4 separate regions of the Mus musculus genome follow, and all the other regions are linked to region 1. The links are chromatin contacts, called in public ChIA-PET and promoter capture Hi-C maps. All regions are on one chromosome and are shown on one strand. The core of a region is the stretch at or near the end of the contact, and the rest is flanking DNA. Distances in the headings are between cores, read along the strand shown. Region 1 holds the start of Ugp2 (UDP-glucose pyrophosphorylase 2). Region 2 has its middle 72 kb from the start of Gm32142. Region 3 holds the start of Sertad2 (SERTA domain containing 2). Region 4 has its middle 14 kb from the start of Gm32213.

Evidence for each region. Promoter capture Hi-C pulls out the DNA fragments that hold promoters and counts their contacts. ChIA-PET counts read pairs in DNA pulled down with a chosen protein or histone mark.
Region 2: a promoter capture Hi-C map of liver shows a contact between it and region 1, with 2.3 times the contacts expected there. The contact joins the enhancer-like site here to the promoter of Ugp2 in region 1. A contact is called at or near these places in 4 of 39 promoter capture datasets (embryonic stem cells, hippocampal neurons, liver and 1 more), 5 of 484 Hi-C or Micro-C datasets (embryonic stem cells, myocytes and uterus), 5 of 115 datasets of contacts at active chromatin or transcription factors (astrocytes, bone marrow-derived macrophages, effector CD8 T cells and 2 more) and 2 of 9 other capture datasets (adipose tissue and liver).
Region 3: an RNA polymerase II ChIA-PET map of memory CD8 T cells shows a contact between it and region 1, with 24 read pairs. The contact joins the promoter of Sertad2 here to the promoter of Ugp2 in region 1. A contact is called at or near these places in 1 of 39 promoter capture datasets (pre-B cells), 4 of 484 Hi-C or Micro-C datasets (B cells, CD4 T cells, cardiomyocytes and 1 more), 3 of 115 datasets of contacts at active chromatin or transcription factors (effector CD8 T cells, embryonic stem cells and memory CD8 T cells) and 2 of 9 other capture datasets (adipose tissue and liver).
Region 4: a contact with region 1 is called in a promoter capture Hi-C map of the HPC-7 cell line, with 4 times the contacts expected there. The contact joins the enhancer-like site here to the promoter of Ugp2 in region 1. A contact is called at or near these places in 9 of 39 promoter capture datasets (the 3T3-L1 cell line, the C10 cell line, the HPC-7 cell line and 4 more), 2 of 15 datasets of contacts at CTCF or cohesin (large pre-B cells and stem cell-derived epiblast-like cells), 1 of 484 Hi-C or Micro-C datasets (bone marrow-derived macrophages), 9 of 115 datasets of contacts at active chromatin or transcription factors (the 230-238 cell line, the NIH/3T3 cell line, astrocytes and 5 more) and 3 of 9 other capture datasets (adipose tissue, liver and macrophages).

Annotation. Positions count from the first base shown.
Region 1 is chr11:21,369,024-21,372,461 of GRCm38.p6, forward strand. Ugp2 (UDP-glucose pyrophosphorylase 2) reads right to left here and starts at 1,606. Exons shown (of 10, transcript NM_139297.6): 1 at 1,164-1,606. The coding sequence starts at 1,182.
Region 2 is chr11:20,549,035-20,552,472 of GRCm38.p6, forward strand. It overlaps a transcript of Sertad2 not described here. Among named protein-coding and RNA genes, the nearest start is that of Gm32142, 72 kb to the left of the region's middle. Within about 2 kb of position 1,512, at least 8 of the 459 cell types and tissues checked have an H3K27ac peak or open chromatin away from gene starts, as enhancers often do. A contact at or near this core is called in embryonic stem cells and liver, where this site is marked.
Region 3 is chr11:20,630,188-20,633,625 of GRCm38.p6, forward strand. Sertad2 (SERTA domain containing 2) reads left to right here and starts at 1,790. Exons shown (of 2, transcript NM_001038625.1): 1 at 1,790-2,086.
Region 4 is chr11:20,778,890-20,782,327 of GRCm38.p6, forward strand. No RefSeq gene overlaps it. Among named protein-coding and RNA genes, the nearest start is that of Gm32213, 14 kb to the right of the region's middle. Within about 2 kb of position 1,637, at least 15 of the 459 cell types and tissues checked have an H3K27ac peak or open chromatin away from gene starts, as enhancers often do. A contact at or near this core is called in the HPC-7 cell line, where this site is marked.

The DNA of each region.
Region 1 (3,438 bases), core at 356-2,855:
GTGCAGTATTTTGAAAACTGTAGAAGTACTTTAAAATAATGGGCTTTTAAAAAGTGGGTAGCAATGTCCACAGCCACCTGTGTCTTCTCGATTTAGAAACCTCTAGCTTCATGTCAACTGTAACACCAACTTCAAACATAATGGCAAAATGACATTTCTGAGCTTAGTGCTGAAGGCAGACAGGCATAACGGTCCCATCTGTTTCCATAATAATGAAGGCAGATTCCTTTAATCTAATATGAAAAACTTAAGAGTTAGTAAAGTGGGGCATAAGCCTGTATGGCATTTTCATTTCCAGGGTCAAATGATGGACATCCCTAGCATAACTTTAAAAGGAAAGGGGAAAGGTGCATGGACAGTCACTGAGGATCACGTGAAGCGGTTGCAAACTTTACTGCATGTATTAAGCAAGATGGCTGAAGCTTTCACACACTGGGGTCTGGAAGGAAAGGCTTCTTATAGGCAAACTCTATACAGTTTTGTGACAGAAGTTTAAGGCAGCACCCAATTGCAATACTACAGCTTGGTTGAGGGGTATTTGCTAAATGCATTATTTACACATATACAGATTTGAATGGTAATTTTCAAATTTAAAGAAAGCATAATCTTTCTATATTAAAAAAGAAAAAGCTAAGAGCACTGCAGCAAAGTCATTTCTCTGACTGGTATGACCTCCAGTGTCTACAAACTACTGATTTCGCAATAAATTACTCTGAGACTCAATCCACGTACACACAGAAAAGAAGTGGAGAGCTTCCTACTAGTCTTGACAAACGCATCTGCCTGTCCCTAGCCCTCTGGGTTTCCTTGTCCCACAAAGATAACTAACTTATCATCGAGTGCAAGAAGGGAACAAGAATTAATCAGCAGTCAAAAATCCTGTTTTGATTTTTACAATTACTATCCACGATGTCAGAATACTATTAAAACTGATTTTAGAAGGTAGAAATAACCCCTGCAGGGCGCAGAGGCATACAAACACGTATATGAAATGCCAACCCAATAAGTGGCGCAAAGCAGCTTAAATACCAATTTAACCAAAAAGGTCTGGCAAACGGTATCACAAATGAACACTTCCAGTTACAAACTACCCACTTACTTAGAGACTACCAATATTCAAAATCGGACGAAGCAGCCAAGAGACAGAAAGCAAAATGTCTTACCTTGTACAAATCTCGACATTTTAGGATCTTATTAAAATAATCTGGCTTATAATTTTCAATTTCTAGAATCTACGTTGTAAGGAAGGTCTCTCTCCCTTCCCTGCAACCGAAGTGTTCTTTCTCCTCCGATGTTTAACTACTTAAAGAAGAATTCGGGGGGAAAAAAAATCAAAACTAGTCTTTAAAAAGAAAAATCCTGAAGACGGAAAACTTGGTGGGACCGACTCAGCTTGGGAGGGAACTCCAGGCTACTCAGCGATCCCGACACCAACAGGGGACGACTGGAGACTCCGGAAAAGGTAAAACCAGACGAACTTAAATTTCATCAATGGAGAGGCGGACCTAGAGCCGCTTCACCGCCCTCCGGTCTCCACGCCCTCTAGGGCAGGACTGCCGCAGGCCCCCGGCCGCACCCCGAGGCCCCTCGCCGGCGGCCGTCCAGCGGCGAGCTGCTGGCGCCCCGTGTAGATCGGGAGGCGGGGAGGCCGGCGAAGGGGCAACGCAACCTTTTCTCCAGCCCATAAATAGCCGGGACTCGGAGATGCTGCGAATTCCGCACTCGGGCAGACAGCTGCCCGCGGCCTCCACTGGCCGCCCTCCCCTACGCAGCCGCTCCACACCAGGGCCCGGCTCGCCCCCTCCCTGCCCCCCGGGCCTGGCCGCCCAGACCCCCCGGGAGGCCTGGCCCTCCCTGACACGCCCTCGCCCGCCCGCCCGCCCGCCCCCTACTCTTCCACGCCCCACTGTCGGCCCCCGGCCACGCCTTTCGGAGCAGGACCCCACAAGGAGGTCGCTCGGAGCCCGGCCCGCCCCTTAAGCGACACCCACCTTCCTATTCCCTCGAGGGCTGAGAAGTTGGGGGCCTGGAATCAGGTCTCGCACGCTGCACGAGCGTGGCCGAGGCGACCTCCCCTCCGCTCCCGTCACACGCAAACACCTGGAGCCTGGCGCCAGCGTGCGCAGCCCCTGACCCTCCAGCCCGCCGCCTCCGGACACCGGAGCCCCCACTTTCGCCACACACCTCCCCTCCCCCTCCTTCCCCCCTCCCAATGCGGAAATGTCCCTACTGCTCAGAGCGACAGGCACAGCCGCCAGTCCGGAGCCGAAGTTTGCCTAAGGACCTGGCCAATGAGACACGCGGAGGTGGCAGGGGGCGGGGCGTTCGAGGCCCGAGGGAGGCGGGCGCAGAAGCGAAGGCGGGAATCCCACGCGTGGGAGCTGCACAGGCAGCAGCACGGTGCCAAGCACGTCTGTCTCTGCTTGCTGTTTGCAGATGCCACGAGCGTGTGAGAAAACCGAAGCGTGTGCTTGTGTTTGCACTCCACCAGAATTTGCCCGTTGAGGAAACCTTGAACTCCCCTTCCTCAGGGACACCAGGCTCTTCTCAAGAGGACCCAAAGGCTCTGCCACCAATTAGGGTTTGAGGAGGGTTAAGGCAACCTTTTCAGAATCAAGTAAAGGGATGGGATGTGTGTGGCTCACCAACAGGAGGAGGGCCTGGGGGCGTCGAAGGGAATGCCAAATAAAGGCTCTCCAGAAAGAGCCATCACTATTCGCCTTGCCTCGAATCCCACTCCTGGGCACGTTTGTGCTGGAATTGGGCGTTTACTTTTCTAGCCAAAGTGAAAATGACTTATTATCCTTAAGATGCTGATGATAGATCTTGAAGTCTCCAAAAGAAAGATGAAGTTAAAAGCCAGAACGTTGGCACCCGTCTGGGGACTCCCTGAGGTGTGCCCAATCACAGCTAGTCTTGCCAACCATTTAAGCCTGTAAGACTGCCTGTCTTCTTTAACATTCTCGCGTTACCCTACTTGGTTTGTCAGTTCTGTAACCAAGCACTTCCAGAAGGGTTTGAAATGTACAACATTATTCAGCCAAGGTAAATGAGAATTTCTAAATTATTCTCTAGAAAAGAGAGAGCTTTCATTATTCAGTCCTTTGGGTTCATATGGAAATGTTATTAAACAACACAGGAAAAGATAGTGTTCATGTTGCTTATGTAGAATCCAAAAACCTTAGGCATCCAAATATCTCAGCTAAGAAAATAACTTTCTCCAAATGAAAAAAATTTCTAAAATAACAAATGACGTCAGTTTAATAACGACACTTGCTCTGGAGTTTTTGCTTAGACTCTACATCCTCTCTGAACAGTAGAGAAATTGTTCCAGCAGTGAATGAACTATATTTATCAGTCAGTGTAAGCACTAAAACAGAACCAAAGACCTGGGGCTCCTCATGTAAGTCAGCCTGCAAAAACTTACGTGCAACAAGG
Region 2 (3,438 bases), core at 262-2,761, 820 kb before region 1:
TTAAAAAAAAGTATTGAGCCCCATTCAATCCCTAATATCACTCCTTACCCAAAAAAGAAAAACAAACAAACAAACAAACTGTAACAGTAGACCCAGGCTTGGTGGGGAGACATGGCTCAGCAGTTAAGAGGACTGACTGCTCTTCCAGAGTAGCTGAGGTTCAGTTCTCAACACTCACATGGCAGCTCATTCCCGTCTATAACTCTGGTTCCAGGGCATCTGACACTCTCACACAAACATACGTTCAGGCAAAAACATTAATAAACATATAGTAAAAATAAATTATATACACACAAACACACATACACAGAGCCAGGCTTAAGATTTCTTGTCAAAACAAACAAAAGCAGAGAAAAACTTAAAAAGAAAGTCAAAGAAAAATTCATGCATTATTTCCTTTTAAAGGGAGCTTGGCTTTGGGACCCTCTTTTGTAGTCATTCATGTTGTAGTGTCTGAATGCAGTAGAATATACTCACTCAGAGTAGCGTGGCTTGAAGGATTGGCTTTATCCCATTTACTTCCTTTTATTTAGGGAGATGGACAAGGGTGTGTACTGAAAGGCTATACTTTAAAGATCACCCTTCATGGCCTCTAAAAATGAACAGTGAGCCTTCACCATTGTCTTTGTTGTTGGTTTTCTTTGTGTTTTGCTTTAAGACTGTGTCTCATGTGATCCAGTTTGGCCTTGAACTCTTGATCCTCCTGCCACCTTAGGATTGCAGGACTATAGGATTTAAGAACCTTTAAAAATTAGAAGGTAAAACCCGGCACTTGGGGGCCAGAGGCAGGTGGATCTCTGAGTTTGAGGCCAGGCTGGTCTACAGAGAGAGTTCTAGGACAGCCAGGGCTACACAGGTCAAACAAAGAAACAAATAAAATAAATACATTAGAAGGTGGCTAGGTGTGGTGGCATGTGTCTTCAGACCTAGCCTTGGCAAGGGGAGGGAGGAGGATGAAAAGTTCAGTTACCTGGTGTGTTCAAGGTCGGTCTGGGCCTCAAGAGAGTCTGTCCCAAAAAATAGGCTCAGAGTTTGCCTGTTATATAAATTTGTTAGAATTCAGCCTTACTCTTTCTTTAATTATTAGCAATTATGGCAGCCTTATGATAATGTTCAACTTTCAATGCGAACCTGAAATGTTGGTGGCCTCATAATAGGACCTATTTAAACAAATGAATCCTACACAGAAATGTCTAATCAGTTTTGAAGATAGAGAGTACTGATCTCTCGAGTGTGAGTTTTTTTATGCATAAATGCTTTTCTGACTGCTGGGACTGAACTATGTACTCTGCGCATGCTCAACACAGGCGCTGCCACTGAACTACAGCCCCCACCCCCCACAAAAGAAGCAACTCTTTTTGTTTTAGGATTTATTTTTAATTACCATGTGTGTTACTTTAGGTGTGTGCACGGAGGCTAGAAGCCTGGAGCTGGAGTTCAGGTGGTTAGGAACTGATTGACACGGTACTGGGAACTTATTTGTTCTGAACTGTTGAGCCGTCTCTCCAGCCTGCTCCCAGGAATCAACTTAAAAAACAAAACAAAACACCCAACGACTTACCTGTTTGTTCAGTCGCCACTGAACTGAAACAGCAGCTTGATTCATTCCCTGCTTTTGAATTTTTTTAGGATGATTTGTGTGATAGTGTGAGTAAGCCTTTAACACTGAATGCTTACTTTTAATATATCAAATAATCAAAATATCCCACCTTTTAAGTATGGTTTCCCACAAGTCTTTGTTGAAAAGTTGTTTTCAATTTTCTTACTATTTCTGAATGATTACACTCATTTGTGTGTGTGTGCATGTGTGTGCGTGTACATACATGTGCATGTGTGCATATGCATGTGCTTGTGACATCTTTCTGAGTTTTTTTCTTGACCATATTAATTTTTCCTTCAGCGCTCTGTGCGTTTGCCGATGTAGACCATGTAGAGATAAAGCTTTCTCTTATTTTAGACTGCTATATTGGACCAATGGAGAAGCCTTTTCTATAGAAAGATTTTCTTTGTTTTATAGAAAGATAAGCATTGATCATCTCACCTGCAGTTTACCTAAAGTTTAAAGACCACACTGTAAACCTAAGACATGGCTCAAAGTACTCGAGAGAGACGGCAACAGAAAAAATATTAACATCTTTATTATTTACTGAATATTTTTGGGGGGTGTGTGTGTGGTACAGCCTTTTTTTTCCCCCTCTGTTGATGTCACTGTAAAGTGTCTCAGACATGGACTTTGTTTTGCTCCATGCCAAGTGATTGCTGAATTTATAAGGAGCTTTCTTTTCTAAGTGGTGACTGTCCCAACCACATTGAGGGCGACTTTCCTGAGAAAGTCACAGCACGGGAAGCAACAGCTCCTTTTGTTTTGTTTTTAAACTCTTGAAATGGTGTTGGGACATCAGACCTCAGCCACAGTGAAGTTTTCCAGACTCACGTTGTTGCATGATTAATGTCCCTGTTGAAGTCATATCGGCATTACTGTCTTCATTGGCTTTAATTCAAATGAAATGTCCCCTTTGGGTTAACTGTTGTTTGGATTTTTTTTACCTAGAAAAATCAGAACATAAAAGTGAATGCTTTTTTCTTTCTTTGTGATGCTGAAAACCAGCCCATAAGCATAAACAGCAGATGCCCTACCACCGAGCTATACCTCCAGACCCAAATATGTATTTCAAAGTACTATGTCCATAAAAATCTTGTGAGGAAAAAAAAAAAAATCCCAAGGACCACAGTCTTTGACTTGGTAGGAATATTTACTGATTTCTCAAACTTCTTGACATTATTCAGACATCACAAGTCAGAAGTCCTTAGTCCCATTAAATAAAATAAATAGGTCTTCCTTTTGAGACTGGATCTCAAACACATTATGTTGCCCAGGCTGGCCTTGAACTTGCTTTTAGTCAGGCTGACCTGGGACTCCTGTGTCAACCCTCTCAGTGAATGCAGGAATCACAGATGTGCACCAGCAAGACTGCCTGGCTCTGACTTAGAAAACAGTCTGTTGCTATTTTTAAAATGTAATTTAATTCATCTTTAACTTAATTTAATTTTATGTGTATAGGCATTTTGTCTGCATGTCCATCTGTGCAGCCTGAATGTCTGGTGCCTGTGGAAGCCATAAGAAAGCATCAAATCCTTTGGAGTTGGAGTTATAGGTGGTTGTGAGCCACCCTGTCAGTGCTGCGGATTTGACACAGGTCCTCTGGAAGAGCAACCAGTGCTCTTAACTGCTGAGTCATCTTTCTAGTTCCTGTTGTACATTTTATTTAATGCAAATAAAATTAGACACATTGTATTCTGGAGTCCCTAATGTGGACCAGCTAGGCAGGGTGGGGTTGCAGAGCGGAAAGGACAGGCATATTCCCACTCTAGAACAGGTTCCAGAGGGTTTGGGGGAAGTCAGAGCTTGGTAGCAGCCACAATTAACCTTTGCACACT
Region 3 (3,438 bases), core at 540-3,039, 740 kb before region 1:
TTAAATTCAACAGAACTAAATACCTCTGGCCTCCCACAAAGACATCACAGGAAGATTATTGTAGCTACTATTTCAATGGCGGTTTCTTAAAGTGAGCACTCAAAGTCTAAGTGAGTGGGTAATTAGAGCCAGGAGGGGTTAGTGCTGTCTCCAAATGCAGAACTCTAGAAATGAAAACCATCTTGGCTCTCCAGCAAAATGTGTGAAAGTTTATGCCACTGAGCAAGACCTCATACTCTATGCGATGCCATTTTGTGCTATTATAATGACTTGCCAGAGAGATATACAATTAGCTGATATTGGTTATACCTCATGAAACATGTATATGAGATTTTGATAATGCCAAGGATTTGCTAAAAACAAACAGCAACAACAACAAAAACCTTTTTACTTCTCTAATTAATAAAACCTGACATTGTCTCCTTTACCGTTTAGCACACATCATAATAATAATTATTATAATTATTAGAGACACATTCTCACTATTTAGTCCTGGCTGGCCTACAACTGCCTATGTAGACCAGGCTGACCTTGAACTAAGAGAGATCTGCCTGCCTCTTCCTACCTAGTGTAGGGGTCCTACAACTGGTGATGGCTCATATTTAATTTTGATAGGATCATCAACTCGATTGATAACAAATCATTACAGAACAGTTTGAGTTGGAATAAATTTGTCTTGATGTTTAAGACCTTTATGTTAGGTCTTAAAGCTTTATTGTCCTTAAATACAACTAGTGTCATGGACCATTAAACAGCAAAGTGGTCTGAAGAGAAATTATTGATTGGAGTGGCAGCCAAAATTTTAAAGTGCCTGAATTTCTTTTGTAATATCTTTATGTAGAATGCATATGCCATTTTAAAGGTAATGATAAATGTTCCTGTTGAGCTGTCCCTGGCCTCTTAGTTCTCTTAAATTCGAACCACTTAGGCACATGCTAATACTAAGGACAATATAAAGCTCCTTGCTAAGTTTGAGTAGTTAAAAACATTAAGGATTTTTTGTTGTTTTGGGGTTTTTTGTTTTTTGTTTTTTAAATGGGAAAGATAAGGCTATCAGCGTGAAACTTGTGGGCAGAGGACCACGCCTCCAGTTCCCTGTGTTCTCCAAGCGTGGTCTCCCTCTGGTTGGCTGCATGGTCTCCATAAAGGATGCAACTCTGGTATGTCCGACCGACTCCAAAGGTACTAGTTGGTGACTCATTTCAACTTCTGTCGTCAGCTCCACACGGAGCCCTTGGCCCCTCCCCCCATTCCCATATCTCCGAGGGCCATTGGTGGACCCTATCCTCCCGCCAGCCGGCCCAAGTGGCCAAATAGCTCGGATGCCTGTCATATTTGTGGTCGCGCTCCTCTGCGGACTGTGCCAGCGCTGCCGTCTTTGTCATCACCCACTCTGTCATGTCTGTTTTCCAGTATGTGGGGGCCATTAGTGGTAGTAGTGGCGGTCCGGCTTGGGCGCTCCCATTTCTACCTCTCCTATTTAGCTTTCAGTCCACAGAAGAGGCTGCATAAGCTTGGTGTCTGTCCGCCGCTTCCTGAGAGTTCACCCTGAGGGAATCTGCATTTATGGCACTTGGGCGGGCCCGGGGCGGGCCCTGCGAAGCTGAGGCGGGTCCGGACCGGCTGGAGGCGGGGCCTACGGAGATCTGGACCTGAAGGCACGGGTGGGCGGGACCTATAGTAGGAGGTGGGAGGGGCAGGGTGGGGCCTATACTGCAGGGGCGGGGCTGGTGGGGCGGGGCCCGGCCAGGCAGGGGGTGGGGCCTACGGGGCCTGGCCGGAGCTCGCCAGAGGCTCGCAGGCGGACGTCACTCCCGCACGGCGAGTGCTGGAGCACGAGCTGTACCTCTCTCGGCCCGGGCGTCCACTCCGCCCGCCTCCTGCTTCCTCCAGGCTGCCCGCCGCCTCCACCATTGTATAATGTTCCCGACTCGCAAGCAGAGGACGCCGGAGTCGTAGCTCCGGCCTCGCCGAGCTCCCTGCTACCGTCGGCCCCGCGGCGGGGGCGCCCCGCATGGAGCGGGCATAGCTTGAGGGGTGGGCGGAAACCCCTCCGATGCGTTAGCTCCTGGTGGACCTGCTTGTGGTGAGTTCCGGGCCGAGCTGGAGGCTCCCCGGGGTTGGGCTCCGGCGGGCGAGGGGCGGTGCTGGGCTGGGCCAGGCGGGAGCCCAAGGCAGCGGAGGCCGGACCGGGCAGGTTGGGGAGCACCCGCTGGCCGCCTGGAGACCCCGACTGTCACGACCTGGGGCGGGGTCCGGGCGGCAGGGGCCCGGAGCTTTTGCCGTCACAGCTGGTGTGTGTGTGTGTGTGTGAGTGTGTGTGTGTGTGTGTGTGCGCGCGCGCGCGCGCTCGCTGTGGTGGCTCTGGTGCTGAGAACGTGCGAGACTTTTTTTTTTTTTTAAAGATTCCGGTTGCTGGCAGGGAGGCTGCTTCACTTTTGAGTTCCGTGTCTGGGTTTGCATCCAACTTGCTATATTGTGTTTCGAGAGTTTCCCGGTGGTTTTGCGTTAAAACAGTTCTCTTCACCCTCTTTTCTTCCGTGCCCAAGTGAATTGATTTTGGATCCAAATGTTTATTAAACTTAATGCCTTCCTGGTTTTTAAATTAGAAATCTACAAGTCATCTTGGTGTTAACCGCCTATGACGGGGCAGAGGGGGGGCGGTGCTGAGGGGAGCCAGCTGTCCCGACGCGTAGACTTTGTACCATTGACACTGGGCACTTCAGAGGACCATTGCGTCGAGAGAAAGTACTGAATTGTTCATATTTTTCTTAACTATAAATTGTCTTAGCTTTAGCCGGAATGGTAGCAAATCAGTAGAGTTGAAAATTGAATTGTAAGTTTCGCAAAGCAGTGAGACTGTTTTAGAATAACTTTTTGCTCGCATCTAGGTAGTTTCAGGAGTAGAAAGTCGGTTTTGCAGGCACTGAGTGGAGGGCAGTCAGCAGGGACAGACTCAGAAACGGCAGATTTTATTTAAGTAGAATCAGTCAAACCCTAGCTGGCTTTCAGGAACAGTCGTTGTTTTCAAGCTTTGTTCTTGAAACGTGCTTTTGAATTCCTAGTATTTGTTAAGAAGTGTTCAGAACCTATGGAAAAGGGCCTGGAGGTTGTAGTCACCAGTAGGATGGCCCAGGCCCTAACTGTTCAGAATTGCTTTTTGTAATTTTTGTGACTGGCAGGAATGAGGTGGGCCTGGGCTCCACTTAACCTCCTGGAAGGCTCCACACCAGAGAGCCCTGGGTCTGCTGCTGGGTTAGTTGCTTACCCAGTGGCTACTTCACCAGAGCCCTTTAATATCATAGTATCCCGATTTGAGGGTGAAGTTATTAAGATTTCAACTCTGGCATGAGCAAGAATAATTGTGGATCTTTACTTTCCTGATAATTTTATAAAAATTTCCTTTATTTGAAAATACACATTGCTGGCCTGGGTTGT
Region 4 (3,438 bases), core at 387-2,886, 590 kb before region 1:
TTTTCCTCTTCCCCCTCCTTATCCTCTTCTTCCCCTTCTTCTTCCTCTTCTTCCTTCTCCCCATCCTCACTAATGCAGCTGGCTGTAACTTTATGAAACAACTCTCGTGCTAAGTAACTGAGGTGCCTGTGTGATGCTTTGCTGTGACAGGATGGGGCAAGCCTGGTGTTGGTTATGATACGCTGTGTGGTCAGAGAGCACTCCCAGAATGCATTTGGACTCTGGGCATGGGCTGGGAGTTGCAGGGGGAGATTGTGAATTGGGTGACCGCAGAGATGACAGAATGCTGCTGAATCTGTTGGCTCTTCTGTGTCTTCACTTGGGAAGGTATCCCCAGACCAGCTAGAGACCAGCTAGAGTCTTTAGTTGTAGACTAAGAAGTCTGCAGCAATAAGAAGGCTGTTTATGCACATGCTTGATTCAGATTTCAGGCCTTAGCACAAAAGTTTGCTCTGCAGTCACTCAGGTGTTCTTAGGAGATAAGTAGCACAACTGAGGAAAAGCCAACCTTGGGAAATGTATACTGTCTAGCTGTGCTTCTGCCCAGTTGCCCTCCTCCCCCAGTCTGTTTATGTACTCCATCTTTGCACTCTTTACCTGTTGACAGGTATGTGCCCAGGCATCTTGCTGGTCCTGTCCTGCCCACTTTGCCATCCATGAACTTATAATGCACACCCACAGAGTGCAGCAGTGCTCTGCAAATGGGTGTGGCCTGACTCCAAGCCCTACTTTCTTTACCTTTCTTTTTAAAAATATTTATTTATTATGTATATGAACACTGTAGCTGTCTTCAGACACTAGAAGACGGCATCAGATCCTATTACAGGTGGTTGTGGGACACCTGTAATTGAACTCAGAACCTCTGGAAAAGCAGTCAGTGCTCTTAACCACTGTACCATCTCTCTAGCCCCTGACTCTCTCTTAATTGTGTAAGTTTATGATTACTTTTTTTTCCTTATAGAATTCACTCTTTGAAGCATCATTAGTTGGAAATGAATTGGAGATGGGTGTCTTTTGTTTTTGGTTTTTAACAAAGTACATTTAACAAAGAGCAGCATAACACTAATAACCCAGGGCAAAACGTAATATGACAGGTGTGTATTAGATAGCACCAATCTCCAATAGCAAAAATAATGAAAATTCTAGATTCCTGAGCATCTGTTTGAGTCTCTAAATTAAGTGATTTCTATCTTCTGTGACGAGACAAGGGAGGAGGGGGGCTTTCTCTCTATCCTCTCTACTGTTGCTCTTGGGTGGTCAAAGCATGGCTCTACTTTTCTGTCCTTGGTTCCCCTTTGAGCATCTTGCACAGGATTTTCTTCTGCTTGGGCTCTTCAGGGTGGCATCACCCTGTCATTCTGGAGTAGGTGAATGCTTCCCATTGTTTACCAACTTAGCTGCTGCCATTTGCTAGAGACTTCAATCCACGGAAGCTGTTTAGAAGCTGGAAAGAGGTGTCCCCCAACAATGTACCCTATTTCTGGCATTTTACCCTAAATCCATTCTTCCTGGTAATCATTTCTTACCCCCATGGCAAACCATGTCTTTTCTTGCCAGGGCTCACAGACATCAGCTCTCCAGGAAATGACTTTTGCAGTCTCTCCACAGAGGCACAGGAAGAGAGAACTGGTGTCTCATTGCTAATTGACCACACTGTGGTAGAGAAGGCCATGATGTAGGAGTAAAGACTTTAGAGTTGACACAAATACGTCTAACAAAGACCAGCAGCTGCTATCACTGGCATGGGTAGAAAGCCGACTTTGTGTGAAAAATTCAGTAATGGAGTCACCAGAAAGTCGGTATGTGGAGGAGTGACCTAGGGTGTGGTGACAGATCAGGATACCGAGAGCAATACAACTCACGATTGATGGGTATGAATGGACACACGTGTGTGTGCGCAATGTGTGCATGCATGTGTGAGTGAGTACATGTGTGTGCGCATGTCTGTGTGTGTGTGTGTGCATGTGCCTTAGACACTTAGCCAGAGGTTCTAACAAGCTGCCCAACAAGCAGACACCCGAGAGATTTCTGAGGCCATCAGTCTGGACTAACACGTTGCCCACTTTGAGGCTGTCAGTCTGGACTAACACATTGTCCAGGCACGTTTCCTCTCCAGATTGTTAAGTTGGTCTGTTGACAAGCAGCCCTCCCATGTCTCGGAACCATCTTTGATTTAGGACCATTCCAAGCCCTGTCCATCATTCTCACTCTCCTCTCCACAGATGACACGATGCCGGCCCCAGCTCTTCTCCAGGTTAGATTTGTCTTTGTGCTTTTCCCTTACCTTCATTTTTTTCCTCTCTAGTTGGTGAGAGGCCATCACCCAGCAGCACCTTAAAGTTCTCATTCCCCACCACCTTGAGACACACCTTAGTGACCCAACTGCAGAAGCCTGAGATGTGCACAGTGCCTTCGTTATCTGATTGCTAACCCGTCTTTCTTGTTTCTTTTACAAACCTTTCTGGAAGGTATAGGGTATGCTTGCTGGGTTGCTCCACTTTTCTTAAAATTGGAACCATCACGTTGCTTGTTGAAACTGGCTTTTTTTAAAATGAAGGATATATATTTATTAACAGTGAAAAAACATTTACCCAAAGTGAACATTATAAAATACAGAGTACCTCCATGTTCTGGGTAGTTCATTTTTGTAGCATTATCTCTACCTACATAGAGTTCTGTTTTACTTATTTGGGATATGTGTGTGTGTGTGTGTGTGTGTGTGTGTTATATGTATATCACTAACCAGAGTCTTAACTTACACATCAAGATAAACAAGAATATTAATTTAATGACTTTTGAGTAATGATTACTAGGGAAAACATATTACACACATTATTTGTTGTCAATCCCTGGATATTTTAAAACTAAGTTAGTTACTAAAATATAAAAACAGGGGACAAGATAGTAGCTATGTTGGCTAGTTTTCTGTCAACTTGACAAACTAGAGTTATCTGAGAGGAGAGAACCTAAATTAAGACGATACCTCCATAAAATCTACCAGTAAGGCATTTTAGTTTCTCTCTCTCTCTCTCTCTCTCTCTCTCTCTCTCTCTCTCTCTCTCTCTCTGTCTTTCTTTCTTTCTTTCTTTCTTTCTTTCTTTCTTTCTTTCTTTCTTTCTTCTGTTCCTCTTTTCTCCACTTAAAAGGTCAGGTAGAGAAGGACTGCTAATTCTGCAAACCCCAGAATTCACAGGTAGCAAAACCTGGCCATGCACCGAATCTGCTTGGGGCCTGAAGGGGGATGGATGTAGAGTATATTGCAAAAGAATTCCCTGTGGGTTGCCTCCTTGTAGGGCCTCAGGTCCTGGTGAAGGGCCTCATCAAAGGTGGTGGTCGAGTTTTTGAATCCTTGGGGTAATTAATCTAGTCCATGTCAGCTGACCCATAGTCCCATCTTCTAAGTCTTTCCATTCAAAGGCAAAGTATTCTTGACTTTGG